2 separate regions of the Astyanax mexicanus genome follow, and region 2 is linked to region 1. Evidence: chromatin contacts called from public Hi-C data. All regions are on one chromosome and are shown on one strand. The core of a region is the stretch at or near the end of the contact, and the rest is flanking DNA. Distances in the headings are between cores, read along the strand shown. Region 1 has its middle 130 kb from the start of klf6a. Region 2 holds the start of klf6a (Kruppel-like factor 6a).

What was found. Hi-C and Micro-C count contacts between places; a contact is called where the count stands out from the background.
Region 2: a Hi-C map of muscle shows a contact between it and region 1, with 9 times the contacts expected there. The contact joins the promoter of klf6a here to the enhancer-like site in region 1. A contact is called at or near these places in 2 of 3 Hi-C or Micro-C datasets (both in muscle).

The regions. Positions count from the first base shown.
Region 1 is chr6:48,036,838-48,044,050 of AstMex3_surface, forward strand. No RefSeq gene overlaps it. Among protein-coding and RNA genes, the nearest start is that of klf6a, 130 kb to the right of the region's middle. Within about 2 kb of position 4,509, the one cell type or tissue checked has an H3K27ac peak away from gene starts, as active enhancers do.
Region 2 is chr6:48,165,352-48,172,564 of AstMex3_surface, forward strand. It overlaps klf6a (Kruppel-like factor 6a), which reads left to right and starts at 2,768. Exons shown (of 4, transcript XM_007238620.4): 1 at 2,768-3,353; 2 at 6,529-7,114. The coding sequence starts at 3,252. All of the region lies in intron 2 of LOC107197132, which reads right to left.

The DNA of each region.
Region 1 (7,213 bases), core at 3,259-5,758:
ATGACATATTTTTAACATTGACTTCCTATGCTCAGCAGTATGTCAACTGATCATGAAGTATTACCTCATGGAACAGCAGCTTAAGAATGCTGACAGGTGTATAAGTTGTGAGGAGTTATCTTGCCAGTGAGGATGAATAATGGTCAGTGTGCTCATGACAAGGCGATATGAATTATGAAAGTTTTATGAGCGAGGTGTGTACAGGGTATACTCATCATAGAAGACAATGATAGTGACTAGTGGTGCCTGGCTAGAGTTTTTTGGCATTTTTATACACAAGCAAGGTCACATCACATTCACATTCAATGCAGGAGGCCCCGCATTCACATATAACAGCTCAGTGCACTGTCCTATAGATTTCACGAGACACTGCAAAAGTGATAGGACACTAACAGTACTAACAATACTAGTTCCTATCCCATGACTTGTGGCATGTGTAGTACATTCTGTCCTGAAAATGTATGAAAATGAACACAGACAAGCTAACCCAACCCACCCAACCCAGCCATTCCCAAGTGATTCATTCCAAAGGCATGGAACCCCCTTGTGCGTGGGTGGGTATGTAAGTGTGTGCGTGTGTGTATGTGTGTGTGTGTGTGTGTGTCTGTGTGTGTGTAATTGCATGGCTAAGTGTGTGTTTGTTCTAGAACATGTGTTTTTTGAGTGTCCTTAAAGAGTTCCTTAAAAATGGTTGCACAAGATTTAGTGATTTCGGAATGCACACAAACCATGTGTGTGTGTGTGCGTGTGTGTGTGTGTGTGTGTGTATGCATGACTCCAGTGTGCGTGTGGTTGTTTTGCATATCTGAGTGCACCTAGAAATGATCTATAAAGTTTTTTTTCTTCATGCTCCGCTGTTCAGTCTGAGGCTCTGAGGATCTGCAGCTCTCGAAGGCCAGTATTAAGTTATCAAATGGATATGACCATTATGTTAAAGGCTGCGTACTGTGCCAACATTTTTAACATATGCCGCTTCCTGGAAGAGCTGATAAATGGCCCGGGCACCATTTTTTCAAGGCTATTAACTTGAGTGCTTTTTTATTCTGTCTCATTACTTTTTAAACAGCCATAGGAAGTCACAGGGAGGGTTTCTAAAAAATCTAAACGCTCCACGAAGCAATTTAAATAAGCAATTTGTAACTTTCAACAAAGGTGAATTAAAATAAAAAAGTGTGGGGCTGGATCTGGGTCATGCAGTGGAAAAACATGATGTACTGAATTTGCTCTATTTAGAGTATTACATGAAAACAGATTTTTGCTTTACATTTAGATGTACCTGCTTATGTAATAAAGCACATTCATGTTCATATTCAATTGCATGCATAATCATGCTGAAATAGTGTACATACTGTATTTAGATCAGATAATCTAATCAGGTATTTATGTGGGGTTGGGGGGTCACAGAAGCCCTGACTATCTTTCATGGCAGGCATCATTTTTATAAGAGTTTTTTTTTTTATCTATTGGCCAACCAATAGAAAACCAAAGTTGTGAAGTACACCTAAAATTGAGCCAATATACTGGGATGTTATAGGGCTGAGAAAGGTATTTGCAGAGCTCATATTTTGGTATCATAAATGACATCAGTGCAACCAGCCATAACAGGGTTCTTGCACCATTTTAAAGGTTAAATTGAATGATTTTTAAGACCTCAGTAGATATAATCTAAGACCCAAACATGTAGACATAATTTCTAATGTTAGCTAGCTCCATGCTTACCTTAGTTTTCTCCCCATTAATGTTAGCTAGCTTTCTGCTTACCTTAGTTCTCTCCCGATGAATGTTTGCTAGCTTTCTGCTTACCTTAGTTTTCTCCCCTTTAATGATATCCTATCTAACTCACGGCTAATGCTAGCTAGCTTTCCGCTAACCTTAGTTCTCTCCCTGCTATTGTTAGCTAGCTCATCTCTAATGTTAGCTAGCTCTCCACTTACCTTAGTTCTCTCCCTGCTAATATTAGCTAGCTCTCCGCTAACCTTAGTTCCCTCCCTGCTATTGTTACCTAGCTCGTCTCTAATGTTAGCTAGCTCTCCACTTACCTTAGTTCTCTAGCCGCTAATGTTGGCTAGCTCTCTGCCAATGTAATTTAAACCCTTTCAGACCTGAATTATTTGCCAGTGTTAAAAAAGTATTATTATTATTAATAATAATAATGATAATAATAATAATAATAATAATAATAATAATAATAATAATAATAATAATAATAATAATAATAATAATAATAATAATGCTGTTTTCTGCCTGCAATGCATACAAAGGAGGATATAAAATCTAAAAACTAAAATAAGTAATTTTTATATGTCTATTGGAAGCCTGTTTTTATTTGATATCAATCTTTTGGTCCACAAGCCATCCCTAAACACTAAAATAAACTTAACGTTTTTTATTTTATTTTTTTTATTGCATACAATAAGTAAAAAATAGCATGATGGAAAATAGTGCTGTTTTTTTTCCAAGCTAAGCTATTGTTTCATTGGCTTATAAACTTTTATTTATAGTCTGTTCTGAATAAAAAGAGGTCTCAATTATTGTTTGGCATTTGAGAAAAAATTAGAAGTTACCCACGGGAAACTTGAATTAAGTATCTGAGATACAGCAATAAAAACACAGTGAATTACATGCCTTATTGTCACTTTTTTTTTTTATTTCCCAGCTTAAAACGACATTAAAAGGCTTGGCATACTTCTAACTACACTATGTCACTTTGGTGAAGTGGGAAAGATCATATTTGTGAGCACTGTGGAACACTGCACAATCAATGTATATAGACTGTGCACGTTATATTCATGTAAAGTCCTGTATATAATATGATATACCTCCTCAATTTACATGCTTCTTTGACTCTCATAAGTCCAGAGCTTGTAAGTCCTTGTTGGAGAGTGTCTCAAAACACAAAAATACACTTTCTGACTGTATAGGGAGCCAATAAACAAAAAATAATAATTATCTAATGTTGCTTTAAATACTGCATTCTCAATATTAGTTGGTGTCCTGCCAACACAGCATGCTTAAAAATGATATGGCATTAATAATGAGTGTATGGAGGTGTGGCTCAGTCAAACAAGGGCAGGCAATAAAGCAGTGATCTGTGATAATGCAACCATTTAGAACAAGGCTGTAATAGAGGTACAAATTATTTAACAACTGATGTGGAGTTCATCAACCCAACAGAACTAAAATTGCAACCTATAGGGGGCGCAAAAGGCAGTCTAATTTATTGGCATTAATTTTCTTTTGATGGACAAATCATGTGTCTAATCAAAATGCCAAATGTCCAAATGTTTAAATACGCCCCTTCTAATAAATACATTCTGCAAATACTTTAAGCTGCTGACACATATGTGCAAATGCACAAACCCAGCTTGTTTAGGCCCTGTAGAGAAGTACTGGCATTAGATGGAGCTCCATGCAGGGGGTGGGTTGGAGAGTTGGGGAAGTGCTCTGTGTGTATCAGTGACCATGCGTTACATAACATTAAACAGTGAGTGTTTTGAGTTGTGAGAAGTGACACCGAGGCCCACGTGTGTGTTTGCATGTCTCTGTGTGTGTGAAAGAGAATGACAGAGAGAGTAAACAGTTCTGTGTACAGTTCCTCACTGTGAGTCAAGGCCACTGCCACTCACTCACCACTGTAACCATGGGGATAAAACACACACGCACACACACACACACACACACACACACACACACAGCAGAAGAAGAAAAAGGAAGAACCCTTATTTTTCTCTTTCTCACTTTTCTGTCAAAAATGGAACAATGCCTAAATTCAATAACAAATACAAGATGGAAAAATTCCAATGTCATTAAAGCCAAAATGCAGAAAAGCAGTTTTTTGAATAAGGGATGATGTATCAAATATCTCAATTTCGCTTGTTTACATTCTGCTTACAATCATGGTAGCCTACCTAATCTAAAGTTTATTTGCATAACTGTAACGATTTTGTTTTGGCCAAAATTTCGGAATAGTACGTCTTTTTTTAAAAATGTATGGAGACCTGTTTTTTCTCTCTTCTTTTTTTATCCTGACCTCTCGCTTATCACTCTCTCTTACTCCTTCGTAACTTACTCATTCTCTCATTATATCTTAGCTGCTCTATTTTTCTATATCTTTTATCATTTCATTCTCTGTCTATTTCTCATTCTCTCTCTGTTTCTAACTCTTTCTTTTAATGTTTTGTGCATTTAGCTTTAAAAAGTTTTATGTTGTTAGTATCAAAGCACTGCAAAAGTACTAGCAATAAAAATGACTATAGAAGTTACAAGTTAGATATATATAATGGAACTGTGTTCTCTGGAATGATGGTGCTCCATTTAGTTATTTTGGGTTAAGTTATAGTAGGTCTGCTCTGCCATGCATGTGCTGGCTGGAGTTTTACTTGGGGTTTTAATAATTATACTGCAGAGTTCAGCATGCAGGGCTTATGCTGGCTGCTTGTACCATCTAGTATTCACTGAGTGGACCCCCCACCACACACACACCAGGCTGGCACTGGGAGGCCTCTTTCAGAGGCTCTTTAGCTGGAGCTGGAGGGATTAGATTGAAGTGAAATATTCTGAATGTTTCATGAAGAATGAATCTGCCAGTCTGAGCTGAGACGACTGGGCTGGATGTGAAATTAGCGACTCTCTGGCTAATCTTCCCTCTGAATGCAGCGGACTCAAACACGCCAGCTACTGTTTGATCACGCAAATGTCCTAAAAGCTCATTAATAGCACATAAGACTCATTAATGAGAGCCAACTCAGTCTCGCACGCTTTTATCAGCCATCCTCACGCTGTCGCCTCTTTTCTTACTCCTGAAGGAGTGACAGATAAACGCTGCTGTGAAGGTACGTATATGTGGACGATGATGATACTGATGTTTTCACCTCTGAGTTAAAAGGTTTTGTGAAAATTAATTGTGTTCTTTTATTCTTTTGCATTAACTGTAGTCAGCAGGCCGGCTGATTGACAGGGTTTCAGGTAAGTGTGTGATGGATTAGTCACGCTACCTGCTAACTAATTACGTTAAAGTTTTAGTACTTGCAGGCTGATTCATAACATAGTGGAGAAGTATGAGTGGTTCTTGTAAACATATATGTATGTTGTATATGTATATTATAAACAATATGTAGGGTCTGTAAGATTGTACTGTTGTTATATGCTGTATACAGCACTGTAAAATTGTCAGAGATGTGTATTAATTTAATAATCAGATGAAAGAACACACATTATATGGACGTATTGGGAGACCTGTAATTTATTGTTTCCTTTCAAACTCAAGGGTGTTCTAGAGTATATGAATAGTGAGGTCAGGGTGTTGGACAATCACCAGCATTACCTCATCCTGAACTCCTCAACTCTCAAAAACATTAAATAGAGCATATTTTTGTCCTTTTACTATTTACTGAAGGGTGGTCTGAATTTTACATGAAATCGCACTAATCTGATGTCTGTTTTGTGCAATTATTGCAGAAATTTTATTATGGTCATATAGTCGTATATAGTCATAGTAGTAGTATAGTTGTTTATTTGTTATTCTTTATAAATTAGTTTAGTGAATAAATTTCAGTTTCAGCAACAACATTTTCAGTTTAAATTATTCTACATTAGATCTAGTCATCCTTATGATTTTATACTTTACTACTACTACTACCAATAATAATAATAATAACAACAACAACAACTATTATTATTATTATTATTATTATTATTATTATTATTATTATTATTATTATTATTATTATTATAAAATATTTAATTCATGGCACCTTTCACAAACCCAAGGACAATTTCAGTTTACAACAAACAAATAAAATACTTTTTTTTATTATTACTTTAGTTTGTAAAATAAAAGTATCTGTGCATCTGTTTTAGAAAAGTTTCCTTTTTGGGGTGTAATTAAAGAAAATAAAAAATAAAGTGTTCTTACACAGAACATCTTTCAGTGGCATATTTCATGCTATTACTAAAATGGACTAGTGTGTTTTTAGTTTTGTTTGTAAAATAAAAGTCTCTGTGGTTTTTAAAGCTGTTTGAGAATATATAAAACTAGTTATATCCGGTTTGCATGAGAGTTATGTGCTTAGTCTAAGGGTGGACTAACAGTGGCAAACCAGTGAATCAGTTCATGCCTGCTTCTATTGATTTGTTTGTTTGCTTTGCATATTTCTCTTCCTACTTCTTACGCAAAAAAATTGTCTAATTTCTATTTTCTTTTTTTTTTACTGAAGGATAGTTAGGATAGTGTAAATAGTTCAGTTCTCTGGATACCCCTGAGGAATGCACTAATCTGATGTGTGTTTGTATAATTATCGTGGAGTCTTCAGCGGTTGGAATACTGTACGCACAAAAAAAACCTCCACAGCCAATCAGACACGAGCTTTGGCCTCTGTTTATTTGCTTTGACCTTGTTGCCATGGGTGATCTCTGCACATGTCCTCAACCTCCGGTTCTGAGTCATCAGCCTCTGCAGCCTATCAGCAGCAGTGTCTGAGCCATGCTTTCCACACACACACACACACACACACACACACACACACACACATGCTCGAACTCTGAAACAGCTCTTCCCGGAGTGGTTTAAAATAGCCAGTGCTGAATTAGACAGTCATTTGTGGATCGCCGCTGTGTTTTGTCCAAAACACACATTGCCATGGACACATTTACTGCAGCAGCTGAGGAACTAAAAACACGGGATTCCCTCTTTATGTCACATGACCCTTTTTTAGAAACCCTATCATGATGACGGGGGTTTCCCTCCCGACGTTCATCACTGAACATTCAACAACCTGCAGTTTCACATTCACACGGCTGGGGTTTGTAGCTTTACCTGTTAGATGTTTTTGGAGATGTTGTGTTCTTTGGAAAATACTGGACTATTTTACATTTACTTTTATATTTTTGAGAATTACACACACTTTTCTGAAGTTGTTCTATACCAGTTTAATGGTTCTCACATATTTCCTTATGGCATCCAAGTATTTTTATTATAACCATTTGAGCAACCTGAGTAATTTTACCCCTTACGTTATTCTAGATAACGTGTCAAATAAACACATACATGGTGAATAAAATAGTGTAGTATTTTCACCATTTTAACATTTTAACAAATAAAAAGCTAGAAAATCAGAATTTAATTTATGATACATGTTTGTGATATGGGACTATAAGGTGTTAAGGTGTAATTCATTTTGCTGTAAACCGATGGAAAGTGTGTTTTGTGACAATG
Region 2 (7,213 bases), core at 1,518-4,017, 130 kb after region 1:
GGAAGTTGTATGACTAAGCATGGAAGAGTGCAGCACAGCTTTCTGTTCTTCTATTAACCCTCAGTAGGCCTCAAGAAACAGGATGTAAAAACTATTTCCTATCATTGCCTTTGAACTCATCATGGCGCCTCTCTGTCAGTGTTCCTGCTTGTCGATAAGCTGATAACCTGCGATTTTTGCTGCATGTTTTTGCTGTGTCAGAAGAGTAGGTTATGGGATCAAAGTAGCATATGTAAAGAAATTCATTTCTGTTCATTTCTTTACTCAGTAACATTGGATATGTATGAACATATATAACCTAAGGGCATCCAGTGCCATGAATAAAACTGGTTTTAAATCTAAAATTTATATTAATCAACATTTCCATACCCTCATTACACAGCTTTTAGCTGCACTCACCTCTACAGACCCAAACAAAGCATTTCACACCAAGTTCTCTAAAAGACTGACATCATAACCATGTAGTTATTCAGAAGTTTTGAAGAATCATAGACTTCCCCCTTTAACCTACATATTCACTATGCTTGTCAAACAGACTTTAAACAGAAACCAGGACAACAGCCTGTAATGAAACTTTGAGCATTTAGATCACTGTTGTGAGTCATGAGCATGGAAAACAGGCCTATGTGGCCCAATCAGTTGGTAAGGTACATTAGTCAGAAAGTCCACTGCAAGGCTCAGCATCTTCCTTCTGGTTTGTGCCTATTTAAAGAGTGGTTTGCTCACATTAGTGCTGATCATAGCTCTCCTCCCCTGACTATGATTCAGTCCATGTGGCTCCCCTGGTGGAAGTGTGTGGTGCTGTGTGTGTTGAGCTCTGTGGTAGTTTGTGGACATGCTTGCTTGTTTAAGAACTGAGCCAAAATCAATTTAAAGGGCAGCAGTGGTAGGCAGTAAAAAGTACATGTATTTTATTACTGTACTAAAGTAGCTTTGTCTTGTATTTGTACTTTACTGAAGTGTTTTAATGTGGGTGCCATTTTATTTGGACTCCAATACATTTGAAAGTCATTACAGTGATTAAAAAACACTTTAACCTGTTAGTAAGTGTACAGTCTAATGTCAGTGTAACAGCTTAAACTTTTGGGAGTTTCTATGGCTACATAAATAATGGAAAAATAATTTCATAGTGAATATAGTAAACTGATTTGTGAACCTGCGCTCAAAGCACGCTTTAGTTTTCCATATTCAAGATATCTGGAATAACAATTTATATGATATCCTATCTGTATCTTTAATCTGAGTTTTTACAAGAGAATATAAAAGTACTAATATATATATAAATCTAGAAAAATAAGATTAGAGGAAACATGGTTCGACGTAAGTTTGTATGGCCGTGATACAGTAAACAGCAAATAAATAGTAAATAAGTGGTAATATTGCACCTAGGGATGGCTATAAATGGTTATTTTAGAATGACTTGCCATACACTTTAGCACTCTAGCTTACTTTAGACAGCTTAAAATTTTTACCAAATTTATATTTAAGCAAATTAATGACATATTTTGATTTTTTTTTTTTGTGTGTGTTTTGGTCCGAGCCTAAGAAAGCGCAAGCAGCTGATCTGAGATTTGTTTTGTCCCCAAACATGAGTTGAAAAATCTGATCTCTAATGACATTGTAATTGTTTTTTGCGGAGAGAAAAATCACAAAGCCCTCTGGTTTGATTAAAGACTACGTCAACTTCCAGTAAAAAGTCTAGGTTGAACCATCTAGGCAAGTGATTTTACATTGCAGATAAACCAGACCATGCTTTAGAAGTTCCGCTCTGGTTCTTTTAGTCCTTTAGATGGTGGTTCGCATTCCCTTTCACACCTGCTACTTTGGTTCGGACCAAACTGAAAAGTCCAAAAGTCTGGACCAAACACCTTCTCTGTGGTAGTTTGTGGACGTGTTTACTTGTTTAAGAACCAAAGCAAAAATATTTTTTTACAGTGTAGTAAGGTTTGTTTTGTATGAAAGACTATGCACGCCACCTAAAATAAAAAAAAAATCCATTATCCATAATTATTAAGTACTTATTATTAAGTAATGTGCTATCTCATAATGTAACTCTCAGAATAATGAATTACTATCTCAAAATATTTAGATTGTATCTCAGAATTATGAGAGTATCTCAAAATAACAACTTACTATCTTAAAATAATGACTTAAAAATGTGCTGGACAGCTGCTGGATTTATTTATTTAGATTTATTTTTTTTTGAGGTAACGGGAACTGGCTTCCATAGTTTTGAAAGTTAATAAAAGTGAATATAAGTGAATAAATAGTAAGAGAGCATTAGGAAAAGAACTTGGCTACTGAAATGCCAAGAGTTCAAAAAAGCCACCAGTATGTACCAGAAATGGAGAAGGTGTTGCTTAAATATGGGCTTGGGGTGATTACAGGCTCTGTAAAGGGAACTGGAGTAAGCTAAAGTGAGCTGAAGTGAGTTAAAGTGGATCTGTGGCACGGAGTGAACCAGCAGCAGCAACACCACCACCGCCGCCACCGTCAAAAAATAAAAAAGCAGAAGCCGAGAGAGTGTGTCTGTACCCAAGTCCTTTATATATGGGTCTAAAAATAGCCGGCCAATCAGAGCGCGGGGCCGGACGATGAGCGGGCCAATGAGGATGGAGAAGAGGCGAGTTGATCTGCATTAGGCGCGGTGATTGGCTCAAGGTGATATCATATGCGCCCGCGCAACCTGGTCGCCTCTGATTGGTCCGTTTGCGGGGAAAAAAATCTGAAAAATAAAGCAAGGGCGGGGGGCGAGGGGGCTGCGAGGTTTGAATAGAGAAGTTTGACAGAGCGCAGCAGCAGCAGCAGGGCTTCCAGCTGAACTTCAGTATCTGAGAGAGAGAGAGAGAGCGCGAGCGAGCGCGTGAGAGAGAGAGAGAGAGAGTGTGTGTGTGTTTGGTCCATGCGAGCAAGCTCTATCCAGCGTGAGAGAGCGTGAGGGACACGCACACAGCACGCACACTCACAGGACCATCCGCGCACAAGCGACGCTCCACTGCTCCGCTGTTGCATGTGCGAGACACACGCACCCGCGAGAATAGTACGACCGAGACGAAGACGAAAGAGAAGGAGGACCCTCTCTCCGCTGTCACGAGCGCAAACGAGGTGGTCTTCCCGACAGAGAGCGAGAAGACAGACGCGGAGAGAAACGACGGGAAGCTCTGCGAGCCCCAGATAACTTTAGAACTTCCACAGCTTTCCCCCCCTTCTGGTTTTACCCCTCTTTCCCTTCTTTCTGCTGGGATTTTGCCATGGATGTGCTACCCATGTGCAGCATTTTTCAGGAGCTCCAGATCGTCCACGACACGGGCTACTTCTCAGCGCTGCCCTCGCTTGAAGAATACTGGCAACAGGTAATTCATTCTTTATAGTGCATGATAGATGGCTTTAAAATGCGCAATGCCCATATAAGTTATATATGCATGGATCCATAGAGAGCGCGAGAGAGAGATATAGAGAGAGTGGTACGCACGCCTCTGATTCAAACACAGGCTGCCCCCTGCTTCTGACTGGCTGAGACTGACACTGTGACTGTGGTTGTGGTTTGCTTTAGCAAAGTGGGCGCCTAACTTGCATTCATATCTGTGTGTGTGTATGCATGGCTTTAAATTTAAATACCAGTAGTGTGTCATGCTTGAATAATACTATAATAACAATAACAGCTTTTTTTGTATGAATTTCCTTATAATACAATAAATAATACAATAATAAAATATTGTGCGCAATACCCACATCGTGAGTAATGCCTTGTCCAAAAACATGGTTCAAAACTGGCTTCTGACTGGCTGACTCTGTCAGTTTAACTATGGTTGTGGTTAGATAGCTAAATGTGCGCCTAAGTTGCATGTATGTTATATAAATATAATATGTGTGTGTGCATGGCGTTAAATTTAAATACCAGTAGTGTCACGCTAAAATAATTATGGCAACAGGTGATAAGAGTAATATATATCTTTATAATAAGCAGAAAACGTATAATAACATTAAAAGCAAAAAAAAAGTAGTCTTATCCACAGCGTTACGCACGCAGCTGATTCAAAAACATGCTTCCCCTCTTCTGACTGGCTGAGGCGCTGTGGTTGTGGTTAGATAGCTAAATGGGCGCCTAACTTGCATGTATGTGAGCTATGTGCGTGTGTGTGCATGGCTTTGAATTGAAATGCCAGCCGTGTCTGTCACGCTTGCACAAGCCTTGCCAACCTCGCTGCCATGCCATGCCTAGGTTCAGCAGAAAGAGTATAGTAATAGTAGCAGCAGCAGTTGTAGTAGTTGTAGCAATGTGTTGCTGGAGTATTTTTTTTTGCAATTAAGCAAAGGAAGCAGGCGGTTTGTGAGTAAAAGGAGCGCAAGCCTGCAGCAGCTGAGTGCGCTGTCAAAGTGCAAGTCAGTGTCGCCTCCCGCTGATAGCTAGTGGAGTGGAGTAAGTTACTGTAACACTGTTAAGGGAGCACTGCTGTGTTTAAGAGTCTTAGACTAGTATAAGTGCAATGAAAAGAGAAAACTTAATTATTTGGCAACCTATATGTGTATATCTGTAAAGAAAGTTAAAATATATATATATATGTTAAATCTCATCTTAATAATATGAATGGTTTAGGCTTAGATGTATAGACACTTGGAAAATGCATGATTTGGCAACCCACTGCTTGACACTTTGAAGATTCCAGACACTCAAACTTACTTTGCATTTATTAGCTAGGGTGATCCCTTATTTCATAACCCTACAAAGTGCACAGGTATCTATATAATACCATCCAGAATGGTAAAGGAGTCTGTTTTAAGTTATGTTTTTTAAACAGCCTATGTTCACAGAATGGAGGAAAATGAATGAGTTGGCAACTTTTGTGAACATTTACATGGTACATCATAAAACTACATTGTAAGTTATAATACTATGTTTTAATATGATTGCCTTTCACCCAGACTTTTAGGATTTTAGAGGAGCTTCAATTCAAAAAGGAAGAAAAATGCATGATTTGGCAACATGTCATTCTAAACCTCACATAGTTAATAAAAAAACGCCTTAAAAATAAACCTAGGTATAATTAGAAGACATATTTATAGTGATTTTAGTGTACTAATATTAGACCTCATAGCCAGTATAGTAGCCAAAACATGTGGTGACTTTAACACTGTGTGGGTCTCCTGAGCTTCTATGATTGAGAGAAGGTCTTGAGGACTCTCTACTAGGCCTCTGACTGGCTCCCAAAGCTAGAAAATCAATGACACATGGAAATATGAAAAATAATCCAAGAAGGAGGCTGGGTTTAGTATGATAACGCAGCATAGCGGTGTGACAGGCGAGGGTGTTACATGCCGCTTTTCTTCCCTTGAGAATATTCAGTCAGAGCATGATTGAAATCCAGCCAGGTAGTAAACCCTCAGGCGATTGAGGTTCTCGGATTCAAGCCAAGAGCCAAGCACCGTCTCGAATGTGTTCATACTTGCTTTCCCAGTGGTTACTTCCAACACACTCATTCACACATGCATTTAAAAACACACTCACTTACACACAGACACACACACACACACTCACACCCACGCACTCACAAGATGACCCAGGCCTTGAGAATGTGCTTCTTCCGTCATTTGCACAAGCAGCGCTAGCAAGAGAACATTGGTTGAGTACATACATTTTAAGTGGTGTTTCTTGGTACTCGCTTCACCACTGCTGAGTTTACTTCTGCTTACAGCTGTTCACTTTAACCCAGTGGTGTGGTTGGATGTTCACGAGTCTGAATGAGGAAGCTCAACATAAGCAGAGCAGAGAGAGGAAGTGTTGTGGCTTCCTTAAAAGGACTCTGAAAAGGGCCGAGTGCATGACTCACGTGGCCACTGTTAACCAAGTGAATAAATGTTAGTCTTTCAGAATGAGGCGCTGCAACGTTGGCTTAAGCCAAGCTAAATTTGGACACAATCATGCTGAGAGCACCATAATTGGGTTCATTTTTTAGGTGTGTGTGTGTCAAACATGCGTAACATTTTGACACGTGGAATTGCTGATCTTTAGAGATGTTCTTAGACAACGTTCATTCATTCCCCTGAGCTCAGTCTGGAGCTCTAAACTACACTGTCAGTGGTGCTGTCAGATACTGCATGGAGAAAGGTCTTGAAGCAAGACTTGAAGCTTGAGATGTGCCAGGAAATTGGACATCCCCCAGGATAACCTGTCGTGAGAGAGATGATGGAAAGATTGTTCCTCATTAGCGCCAAAGGGGATATGGCTTTCTGCTTGGTTGGCCTGTTTTGAGGAACCTGATGATTGATTACATTTGCATTTGTTCAGCAGACACGTTTGGTCCAGAGTGACTTAGTTGACAATGGTTGACTTGACGAGTGTAGAATTAAATGTCTTGCCTAGGCACTATTTAGCACAGCAGTGCAGTTCCCGTCTGGACAGGGAATTGGACTGGGAATTCAACGAAATGCTGAACATGCACTGCACAATATTTAAGCCAGAATTGAAAACTAAAAAATTGAAGGGTTCCCCAATGTTCTAACCTTGTGTTCCCTGTTTCCCCACGCCAGACATGTTTGGAATTGGAGCGCTACCTCCAGAGCGAACCATACGTCTCAGCGTCTGACCTGAAATTTGAGAGCCAGGAGGACTTGTGGAGCAAACTGATCCTGGCCTGCGGGGACTCAAAGAGCGATTCGGACTCAACCCTCCCGCGGGTCAAGGAAGACCCTGACAATCAGGACAGCCAGGCTCTGGAGACCAACAGCGTCAACTCGGACGTCAGCAGCGAGGCGTCGGACAGCTCAGAGGAACTCTCGCCCACCCACAGCTTTAGCTCCAACCCTCTGGGCTCGGTGTTGTCTGAGACTGGACACTTGGGTTCGTCCATCATCGCCACGCCCCCGTCTTCACCGGAGGCGCTGCAGGAGCCCGGTGCGGCCCAGGTATGGGGCTCCATACAGACTGAACTGCATCTGCCCATCAAGATCAGGCACGGGGGAATGGCCAAGGTCTCAGGGGCGGATAAGTCGGGTTTGGCAGGAGGGGACACGTCTCCAGACGGCAGGAGGAGAGTGCACAGGTGTCACTTCAACGGCTGCCGGAAAGTTTACACAAAGAGTTCTCACTTAAAAGCACATCAGCGTACTCACACAGGTAAGAAAACACCTGTTTTGCTCTTTTACCTATCCTTATCTTTCTCAACATCTGATAGTGGTCAGTGTGTTCTTTCATTTTAAGAGAAACACAAACCCT